3 separate regions of the Strix aluco genome follow, and regions 2 and 3 are each linked to region 1. Evidence: chromatin contacts called from public Hi-C data. All regions are on one chromosome and are shown on one strand. The core of a region is the stretch at or near the end of the contact, and the rest is flanking DNA. Distances in the headings are between cores, read along the strand shown.

Evidence for each region. A called contact is a pair of places that touch in the nucleus more often than the background predicts.
Region 2: a contact with region 1 is called in a Hi-C map of brain, with 4 times the contacts expected there. The contact joins the promoter of PIK3CG here to the promoter of HBP1 in region 1. A contact is called at or near these places in 2 of 2 Hi-C or Micro-C datasets (brain and heart).
Region 3: a Hi-C map of heart shows a contact between it and region 1, with 5 times the contacts expected there. The contact joins the promoter of DUS4L here to the promoter of HBP1 in region 1.

The regions. Positions count from the first base shown.
Region 1 is chr5:73,444,196-73,447,546 of bStrAlu1.hap1, reverse strand. HBP1 (HMG-box transcription factor 1) reads left to right here and starts at 1,605. Exons shown (of 11, transcript XM_074827784.1): 1 at 1,605-1,792.
Region 2 is chr5:73,604,998-73,608,495 of bStrAlu1.hap1, reverse strand. It overlaps PIK3CG (phosphatidylinositol-4,5-bisphosphate 3-kinase catalytic subunit gamma), which reads left to right and starts at 1,254. Exons shown (of 12, transcript XM_074827797.1): 1 at 1,254-1,452.
Region 3 is chr5:73,229,068-73,232,542 of bStrAlu1.hap1, reverse strand. DUS4L (dihydrouridine synthase 4 like) reads left to right here and starts at 2,093. Exons shown (of 13, transcript XM_074827794.1): 1 at 2,093-2,176; 2 at 2,858-2,992; 3 at 3,238-3,359. The coding sequence starts at 2,883. COG5 (component of oligomeric golgi complex 5) reads right to left here. Exons shown (of 22, transcript XM_074827780.1): 2 at 902-1,041.

The sequences.
Region 1 (3,351 bases), core at 356-2,855:
CTCTCCAAAGAGCCTAAAGGCTGTTTAGATGTATAAGGAAGATCAAAAGAGAAAGGGGAGGAAGGAACACAGCTTTAAAGTTAATTTTATTGTGGAGTGGTGTAAAAAAGATGATTCCTGATTTACCAGTTTTCAATTTATTAAAAAATATATTTTAGAGAGAGGATGTCATGAAAGCTTCCTTATATGAAGATCTATCAGTTACTTAGGAAAAGCCTGAATTCTAAACATAGGAAAAATCAGAGCTTGTGGGATGTAGGGTTAGACAGTTGATGTTGTAATAAGCTGTCTAGTCGCTTAATAGTTGAATCTCAACATTAATTTTCAGATTTTTCCTGGAGGCATTTGTTCGAATAACTTTTGTGTTTTCAAACTGGGAAAATGATCTGTAAAGGGTTGGTTTGTTGTGCAATTAAGCACAGAATATTTTTAGTTAAATTCCATGGCATTGTTTTTTCTACTATTTTTATTATTTTTAAGCTAAACTTGCACATATATATATAAAAAAGTAATAATTTCCAATTCACACTGCAGAAGATACTGCATGTTTTTGAAAGTAATGTCTCTCTTCAAACAGTGCCCACAGATGACAATGACTCTACTAACAGGCAAATTATTACTTCTTGGAAAAGCCAGATCTTAAACTGATGTGCTAATGAAATCTGCATACCGAGTGTGATGCTAAGTACAATTTCGATGTGTATGATTTAATTTTTTTTTTCTTTTCAATTGCATTACCCTTGTAGACCTGTGGAAGCAATAAAACCAGCATTCCCTCTAGTGGCCACTAGCAGCATGTTTCATGGGACACAAAGCTTGCAGAGAACTCTAAATACGGAACCATTTCAATCTAAATTGTAAAGTTAACTTTTGCTTATTTTCTTGCACAACTATGTTAGCGTGCCTGAAAGTCAGAACTGTTGTAGGTAGCAAATTACAAGAAAAGCTCTGATACAGGATTTAGGACACATTCACATGATTGGGATGATGCTGAAAATAGGGTAAGGAAGAAATGTTTTTCTTGGAAAAATCCCAACAGTTGCAAAATCTTGAAACCCTCCATCAGTTTCTAAAATCGTATCGATTATTTCTGAATTCTGCCTGTATTTGCTTTGTATCGGATCATGCATAGCGATGCATTTCATGAGGATTTGGCCTCAGATTAGGAGTCCATTCTTCTCCCTGCAGTCTGAGGTACTGTGTTGAGGCAACTCTTGTAGCATCTGTAGTCTCATTTCTCTGTCAGTAACACAGCTGTAATGTCTAAACAAACCAGGTTGGTACTTTGGCAATTAAATGTATGGGAATGCCTGGGAAACACTAATGGACTGATAAACCATTATTTTTTCCCCAGCACCTTTTATTTTGAACCTAAGCCACCGTGAATGTCTTTTTACTGAAACGAAACGAGGGCAGGGGCTGGAGCCGGGAGCAGGCGCAGCTGCTGACTCATTCTCTGACCTTTAGCAACTTCCTTTCACCTCTGCACGCCGCAGCCTTTATTTGGCGAAACGCGAGCGCGGCCCGTTTCGTAACAGCGTTTCGGAGCGCTGATGAATGGTGGTAAATCAGGAAAGGTGCCGGGCACCCCCGGGCATCGTTACAGGCCGGCACCAACCTGGGGCCCAGTCCCCCTCTCCGCGCTGCTGCCGTGAGTCAGCGCCCCGCCGCGGAGGCCGCCGCCATCTCGGGGCCCGCGCCTCCCCCGCAGCGGCGACAGCCAGAAGCGTCCTCCCGCCGCAGGAGACCGGGGAGGCCGCCCCTGCGCTGCCTCCCCCCGCGGCAGCACCAGGTCAGGCAGCGCCTCTCCGCGCTTGGGTTTGCTGCGGGGTGGGGGGCCCTGCCTGCGGGCAGCCTCGCCGCCGGCGGCCGGCCCCGCAGCGCAGGCCCTGGCGGAGGGCGGGGGGCTGCGGGCCGTGGCGGCGGAGGCGCGGTACACGTGTCCCTGTGACTCTTGTTTACTATCAGCCGAGCGCCGCGCGGGGCATCCTGGGGGCTGTCGTCTTATCGCGTCCAAGTTGGCAGGCGGTGGCGGCGGCGAAGACTACAGCTCCCAGAATGCATCTCGGCGAGCCGGCGGAGGCATTGGCCAATCGGGGCGCTGTCTGGGGGTGATTGATGTGCGGCGCGGTGCAATCTGCTACGCAGGAGAGTCAAAACATGTCCGCCCTCCGGGCGGGTTCCTGATAGGCAGGTCAGCCAGCCAATAGGAAATGGCTGCGGCTTGAGCAACGTCGCCTTCGACCACTCGGCGACCAAACACCGCCAGACTGGGGCGGGACTCCATTGTGGGGAGGAGGCGGGGGGGGGAGCCGAGGGGAATTTGGTAATGGCGACGGGTTTGGTAAGTGCTATAAAGTTTGGAGCTGCCGCTTTTGGGGGGCTGCGAGGCCCCGGCGGGGGACGGGCGGGGTCCGCCGGGCCAGAGGGGAGCGGCGGCGGCCGCAGGCCGAGCCGAGGAGGCCGTTGGGTCCTGGCTTTTGGCGGCGGTGGGAGCCTGGACATTGTTTACTGGGCGCCTTCCCTCACCGGCCCGGCGGAGCCGCCACCCTCCTGCACTGCTGGGCTGACACCCGCGGGGTGCGCGGGGCCGCCGGCCCCTCTTGGGGTCTTCCAGCTGCGGCGCCAGACCGCGAAAGCGGGGGAAATAGAGCTGGTGTGTGTCCCCCCCCCGCTTTTTTTTTTATCCCCGGGGAACGCCCGCCTGCCCCAGTCTGTCAGAGCGAGGGCGCTCTGCCCCGCCGCGGGGAGCAGCGCCTGTTTGGGGAAGGAGGAGGGGGGGAACTTTTAGCCAGGTGAGCCCCGCGCCGGCACGGTTGGCGGCTTCGCCCGGGGGGCAACAGCGGGGTCGGGGGGGGGGGGGGGGGGGGGGGCGCTCCCGCCGCCTCCCCCCCGGGCAGGCCGAGCTGTTACGCAGTTCTGAATGAATGGGGCCTTGCGCGCATGCGCGGTGCCGGCGGGCGTTTATAAACAAGGGCAGCGTCCAGGCGGGATCACATGACGGGCGGGAGGGGAGGGGGGAGCGCGCTCCGGGCGCGGCCTCGGCCCAGCCGCGGGCGCTGCGGGCCCGGGGGCTGCCCCGCGACGGGACGGGGGGGCAATGGGAGAGGGTCTGTCGGGGGATGGGGTCCCCTTCGGCCGCCGCGGGTCACATACTGATGCGTGCTCACGCACCTTTAATTCCGCTGTAAATATTTTCCTTGTGTGATGAAAGTGATGTTTGTTGTGCGACGGGCGTTCACATGGTGTGGGGAGGGCAGTGCTTCCTCCGCGGCCCTCCTGGGGAGGGGGGAGACATCCCGTGGAGCTGGGTAGAAGGTACGGTTCGGTCCGTGTAAAGCGAAAAGGCCG
Region 2 (3,498 bases), core at 5-2,504, 160 kb before region 1:
CCTTCTGATATTTTCTTTCTATGGAAGTTAATAATGTGTACCTAGAAAAATCAAATTCATTTTTACAGTCTTTGTGACAGTCTATGGTCTGGTAAAGCACTCCCCGAAGATGTAACCTTTGGTCAGTGTGGCTTTCAGGACAAGTGTGCGGGCTCCGTGCCATACAGGGTTCACCTGTGAATCTCATTGCAAGATCAGGGGCAAAAAAGGTCTCAGCACACTCATGGAAAGAGTTTTGCTGTTCCTTCCAAAAAAGAGCTGCTGAGATACAAACAGTCAGTTCTGTTCAGAGCCAAACAGCCAGCAGCCAGGGTGGGGAAAGAGTGGCGAGGGGGAGTTGTTTGTTTGAATTGGAAGTGAATGGTTATGCCTGAGCTGCATTTGGAGTCCTGGCACCGTAAGGCTGATGAATTAATCCTCCTGCTGTGGGCAGCCTTGGCAAGGCCTTAGCTGGAGTACTACTATGTCCAGTTTTGTGCAGTGCCTTCCAAAAACAACGTGGCCCATTTGGCAAGAGCCCAGAAGCAACAGGAATCCCAGGAGGTCTAAGGAACATGACCTAAAAGGAGAGCCGGGACTGCCCAGTCTGGAGATGGGAAAATAGTTGGAAAACAAGAATACAGCACCTTTGAACAAAGAGTAGGTAAAAAAAAAAAAAAAAAAGACAAGAGGCTAAATCTGCAGGAGCAGACATTTAGTAAGACAAAATGAAAATCTTTCCAAAGGAGAAGGCCACTGCGTGCTATTGCTGACTGCCATCACCGGGATTTTTGAGGACCGTTTAGACAAACTGTGTCCTCGCCGTCGCGTGGGGCTGGCCGGGCAGCCCCGGCTCTGGCTGCTGGCCCTGCCGCGGTGGTGGCCACTCCGCCGCAGCCTGCGGATGGGCTCGCCAGCCTTCGGGGCCCCTGGGCGATGAACACCTCTTGAAGATGCTGCCAGAGAGGTTTTGCTGCCAGTCCTGACACCAGCACCGGTCCTGCGTGCTTTGTGCTGGCGATTAAACCACACGGAGGCTGCGGTACTTTGCCCTAATGGTGGCTATACCCCCACGCCGGCTGATGTGGTCGTGCCGGGCCGACCCGCTGCCTCCAGGCGGCAAGGCCCGGCACCGCGCTCCGCAGACCCGCGGGGCGTCCCGGCCCAGCGCCGGCCCCTTCCCCAGGCCCCCGCCTCGCTCGGGGGAAGGGGCCCGGCCCCGACGCCCGGCCGCAGCGGCGGGGGCTGGGGCCGGGCGCCCCGGGGCCGCGGCGGGGCCGGACGGCGGCGGCCGAGCGGGGCGGGGAGGCCCCACAGCCGGTTCCCTCTTTGCCCGGCGCGTGATTGGCGGCGGCTCCGGAGCTGCCTATCGCCGGCCATGGAGCCTCCCCTCCGGCCCCCGGCCCGCTCCGCTTCCTGCTGAGGAAAGCACCTGTCCGGAGCCGGAGCCGGGGCCGCGGCCGCGCCGCTGCGGTGAGTAGCTCCGTTCCGGGGGCCGGCGGGGGGGTCGCCGGTGGCCCCTGCCCCAGGCCCGGGCTCGCAGGTGGCGGCGGGGGTGAAAGGCCGGGGCGGCGCGGCCCGGCTCCCCGCGGTGGCGGTGGGCAGACCGGCCCGGCGGGCGCGGCCGCGGCCCCCGGCTGCCCCGCCGGGCTGGGCGCGGCGAGGTTTGCCCTCATGCGGCGAGGACTCCGCTGCTGCTCCCGCGGGCGCTGCGGGGCGGCGCGGCCCCGGCCGCCATCTCGGGGCGGCGGGCGGGCAGGGCGGGCGCGGCCTGCGCGCCCCGCGGGTGGGCCGGGTGAGGGGGGCAGCGCCGGCCCGCCGCTCCTCGCCGCGTCGCGCCTCCCGGGCCTGGCGCCGGCGAAGCGCTTCGGCCCGACCCCCCTTCCAGCAGGGCACGGGCGACCGACCGGAGTCAGCACGGCCGCCTCCAGGGCAAGGGCTGAGCCCCCCGAACGCTGCCCGGTCCGTCGCTCCCCACGGCCTCGGTCCCGGCTCGCGTCGTGGTCCAAACAGGAGCTGCAGGTTTGATGCAAAACCTGCCGAGGAAACTGTGAGTGTGTAGAATAAAACAGTGCAAAGTGAAGGATCACGCTAGACAGTGGTAGCTGTTCCCTCTGGTCTTAAGATCTGTAAGTCAGCTCAGCTACAACATCATTTTGAAACAATAAATAACTATTTCCTCATCCAACAAATAATAACCTCTTGTGTCTTTCTGATATGTGTAGACCGTAAAACCTTCCCCCACTGCAAATGCTCTGAAATAGTAGCTGAGGGCATTCAGGAGTTGGTTGTCAGTGGAGATTAGATCACACTGCTAAAGATCAGTATTTGAAGAACCGGGCACAAGTTGAAAGGACAGGCAGTATCCAAACGGCGAATGTGTCCCTGCAGGAGCCATAGCTGAGATGTCCATGTTTTCAAACTCTGTGAAGTGTTGGTTTAAGGGTAGATCACCATCATTTGTATAACTCCAGTTAACTAGAACTTTGCCAAAATTCTTACCTAAATTTTTGGAACCAGCTAGAAGTTATTGTTCCAGAAGCACCCCTAAGTAGATACCTTGTGTAGAAACCAAAATACACGAATGTCTGTAGTGAAGGCAGGGAGGTCCTGAAAATATTACAGCTGTAATAGCAGGTAGATTGACCGTGCAGCCTCCCGGCACAGATGTTCTGCTGATTAGTACACTTTTTGATGAAGAATGTGACTGTATTAGCAGTGACATTCTGTGATGATGATGATGAAGTTTACTTGGAATAGGAAGCTGCACTGATTTAATTCCAGTGAGAGCTAGTAGTTGCTAGAGGATTTGACAAAAGAACTGAGCGAAGCAGTTTTTGTTGTTGAGTTCATGCGTAACATGTTAGTGCTGTATCTTGCCTGCATAGTTCAGCACTGGATCACTGTAGATGTAGGGAAGATGTATTGTACTCCTGTCCAGCAAGTGCAAAGCGGTCTCCTGTTACAGGACAATGCTGGCAAGTACATGTAGAATGCTGCTTGGAAAATTTTGGGTCATGTCCTAGGTGGGTTTTTTCATTTATCTTTAAAGTGTGTATGTAAATAGATTATTATTATATTTGTGTAATGTGTGCACAAGGTGATTCTTATTCTGATAGAGAGTGTCTATTTTCTTGCAGGTTATGTCTGGGAAGGAGCTGACGCTAAAGTGAAAAGAATAATTTAAAAATAAGGTTTTAACATGGTAGATTAAACCAGAAGCAGAAACTATTGTAGAATAAGCATAAGAATAACTGGTGAAGAATAAGTAACTGGTAAAACGCTAACAAAGCAGTGATGTTTGACAGATCTCTTGAATTTTTTGTAGCAGAATATATGAAGTAATTCATGATAATACCACATTGTCTTTTTAAAGCACCTTTCAACCAGTGTTCTGAAATCCTTTAACAAGTTTACCCATTAATTTATCTCCTAATCCTGCTGTGAATTATGTTTCAGTCTCAGTTATCCTAAACTGTTCTGGCTTCATTCCCTTCCCATCTCTTCCCATCCCTACCA
Region 3 (3,475 bases), core at 844-3,343, 220 kb after region 1:
TACGTTAGGCAGACACAGGAAAAAGCAGTCACACCTTAAAGATGAAAGGGATTTCAGAGCACATTTTAATTCACAGAAGCGACAAGCTCAGAACGAAGAGAGGGTCAGTGACTGCAGCGTAGCTGACATCTTAATTAAAGCCAGCAGAGTAATCACATTTCAACGCTCCCTCATATATAATAGTAATTGTAAAGGTAAGCTTATTAATAACACAGTAATAATGTATATTCACATTTTAAATAGTTTCTTTTCTATTTACAACATTTAGAAACTAGTTCCCAAAGAATTTACTAATTGGGGCAGGGAGTGGGAGGAAGCAGGTTCTGAAACTACACACAAAATTAGCATGAGTTCTCACTGCAAGGTCCACTGTGGATTTGTGGTGTCTGCATAGATTTTATCAAAAAGCCTTCTACTATCCAAACTCAAAAGCCCTTCTAAAGGTGTGGAGGTGTGTTAACATAGCTTATATTCGCCCAGCTAAAGGTAAGCCTTAGAGCCAAGGCTACTCTCCAGCACAGGGTGAAAGGGTGCAAGTTAAACCATTCCCTATCTTCTCACAATTGTCATCACAAAACACAGGCCAGAGTTTCTGATAGCTGACATGATAATTTGGAGTCAGGGAACATCCTTACAAGGAAGAGTGGAACCTCCATCCATACAGAGATTGGCTGCAGGAACTGAAAGCAAAGCAGTATGTGGCTTCTTGGTAGGAGCATTAAGTGTGGGCTTGACGGAGTTAAGTGTCAGATTCACAACTCATTTTGCTGCAAGCTGTACCTTTAGTTACTGCTTGCAGAATACACTGGGCAATTTCAGAAGCAACAAGATCTTAAGATTACTAAACTTTTGACTACTTTGTATCAACCACTCCAGAATAACAGGTATGCTTTAAACTTACTTGTAAATGAAGCTCTTTATCCAACTGACTGATACCTTGGGCAAGTTTTGCCAGTTGCTCAGCTATCACAGCCTGATGGATAGACTGGGAAGTATAAGCTTTCACATCAAAGTCTTCTCTGAAGAAGTCAGCATAACATTCTGAAAAAGATTTAGATTTTACCTTCATACTTCAAAACAGTTTAATAATATTTATGGACCTAAAGCATACACTTCTCTGACTTTCACATTCTACAAATGTAACAGCATATGTTTGCTACATTGCATAATATACACGAGACACTGATTTGAGAAGAGACCACAATCAAGAGAAACAAGTTTGGAGCTGATGACTGGGGGGAGTGGCGTGGGGCGTAAATGGTGAAAAAGACACATGTTCCTTTATTCACCACAGCCTCTTCTTGAGTAGAATACACTAAAAAGTATCCATATCTTCTTCTTCAAACTTTACAGTGTAAGCAGAGTGAGGCCGTTGAGGTTGTACCATAATCAAACACACACCAGCCACCTTCAAATCACTGAGGATCGAAGTGGCATGAGAACAACTTCATGAAATCATCACAGACTCTTACAGCGGTATTGGCTGTAAATACTAAAATAAGAAATGATACTGCAGTGATGACTCTGGATCAAGTTCCGAGTTTGCAGGCAGCGCACGCTGGTATTACCAAGCACCTTCGTCTCCCCCCTTTCAGTGCCCTTTTTTTTTTTTTCCCCCCTTTAGGAGCAACCGACCACAGGTGAACACGCCGCCTCGCCGGACCGCGCCACCAGGACCCCCCGCCAGCGGCGGGAGCTGCCCTCCCCGAGGAGGGGGAGGCTCAGCGGCAGTCCCCAGCGCCTGCCGTCCCTCGGGCGCCGAAACTTTCCGTGACTTGACAGCACAGGGGTTCACCGGCACCTCCTCCCTGGCTCTGCCCGCCCAGCCCTTGCCAAAGACCCTCCGTCTTCTCAGGGCCGCCGGCGACCCGCGACGTGGCCCCGCCGGCGGGGTCACAGTCAGGCGCTGCCCCTCGCCCGCGCCGAGCGAGCGGCGCGTCCCCGCCCGCCCCGCCGCCAACGGCCGCGCCTCACCGTCCGCCAGCAGCTCAGCGAGGGCCGGGGCCGGGGCCGGGGCCGCGCCGCCGCCCGCCCCCGCCTCCTCCATGCTGGCAGGTGCCGGGAGCCCGCGCGTCACTCCCGGGCGGCGGCGCGCGGCGATGATGGCGAAGGAGCGCGACGGAACGGGGCCGCCCCGCGGGCGGGCGGCGTTGGCGGCGGGGCGCTCGCGCACGTGGTGAGCGCGGGACCGGGCCGGGCGGGGGCCGGCAGCGATCCGGGAGCCCGGCGGGGACCAGCAGCGCGGCCTGGCCGCAGGGAGGGGCGGCGGCAGCCGGGTGTGCCGGGGCGGCGGCGGCGGCAGCGCGGCGCTCCTCGGGCCCGCGCCCCCGGCACCCGGCAGGCACCGCCGCGCGGGAGCTAGCGCAGGCCGGGGTGGTCGGGCCGCAGCCCCCGCCGTGCGGGGAGAGGCGGAGGGAGCTGGAGCGGGAGGACGAGAGACGCCGGGCCTAGGCTGAAGCAGGGGCGGTGCTCGCTGGACGTGGGGGGAGACTTTCAGCGTAAGGCCTGTGGGGCAGGGCAGGGGCTGCCCTGACCCCCGAGACCGGCCTCGGAGCCGGGCCTGCGCTGCGGGGCTGGGCTGGAAACCTCCTTCCCACCCTGAACGGTCTGTGCCGCAAGGAATGAAAACACGAGGGTGTTACGACGAGGGTACTATAAATTACAGCGGGACGCCGGGCGCAGGGCCGGTGGTCATAGCTGGTGGTGGCAGAAGGCTTGTTCTGATGCTGTGTCAGTGACAGACTTCTTGCGCGATGCTTTACCAAAGAGCAAGTCCAGTTTAAGCTCTAATGCTTTGCTGCGTGGCGTATGAGAAATAGCTGAATTACTTACACGCGAACACTGTTTGTTTTTTCAGATGCTAAAAGAATTGTTAATTATACATGATTGGTGACATCATAGAAACTAAACAATGCCAACTAAAAGATCCCATGGATTTGTTTCATTCTGGGCAAGTTGTAAAAATATGTGCCCCTATGGTCCGCTATTCAAAGTAAGTAACTGTCATGTCAATTATATTTTCAGTGTATTTTCTCTGAGGAAGTTTATCTTGACTGTAAAAACAGGGATGATTACCTTTTTTCTCCTTTATTTAAGATGGAGATAGACATGGGACATGTTTTATCTTACGATTATGCTCGGACATCCCCAAAGTACTGCATGTCAGAACAGCATTTTAGAATAGCTAATCAGAAAAATTACTTTACTATTTATCTCTTAATTTTCATGTGTCTGCAGGTTGGCTTTCAGAACCTTGGTTAGGAAATACAGTTGCGATTTGTGCTACACACCAATGATAGTGGCAGCTGATTTTGTGAGATCTGCAAAAGCTAGAGACAGTGAATTTACAACAAACAAAGGTATTTTTTTTAAGAAACCATTGTCTTGTCAGAATGTTTTATGTGGTGATAAACCAAATTGGCCAAGTGAATGAAGTCTGTCACACAACTTGACCTCCGTTAACAGTTTTGTTATA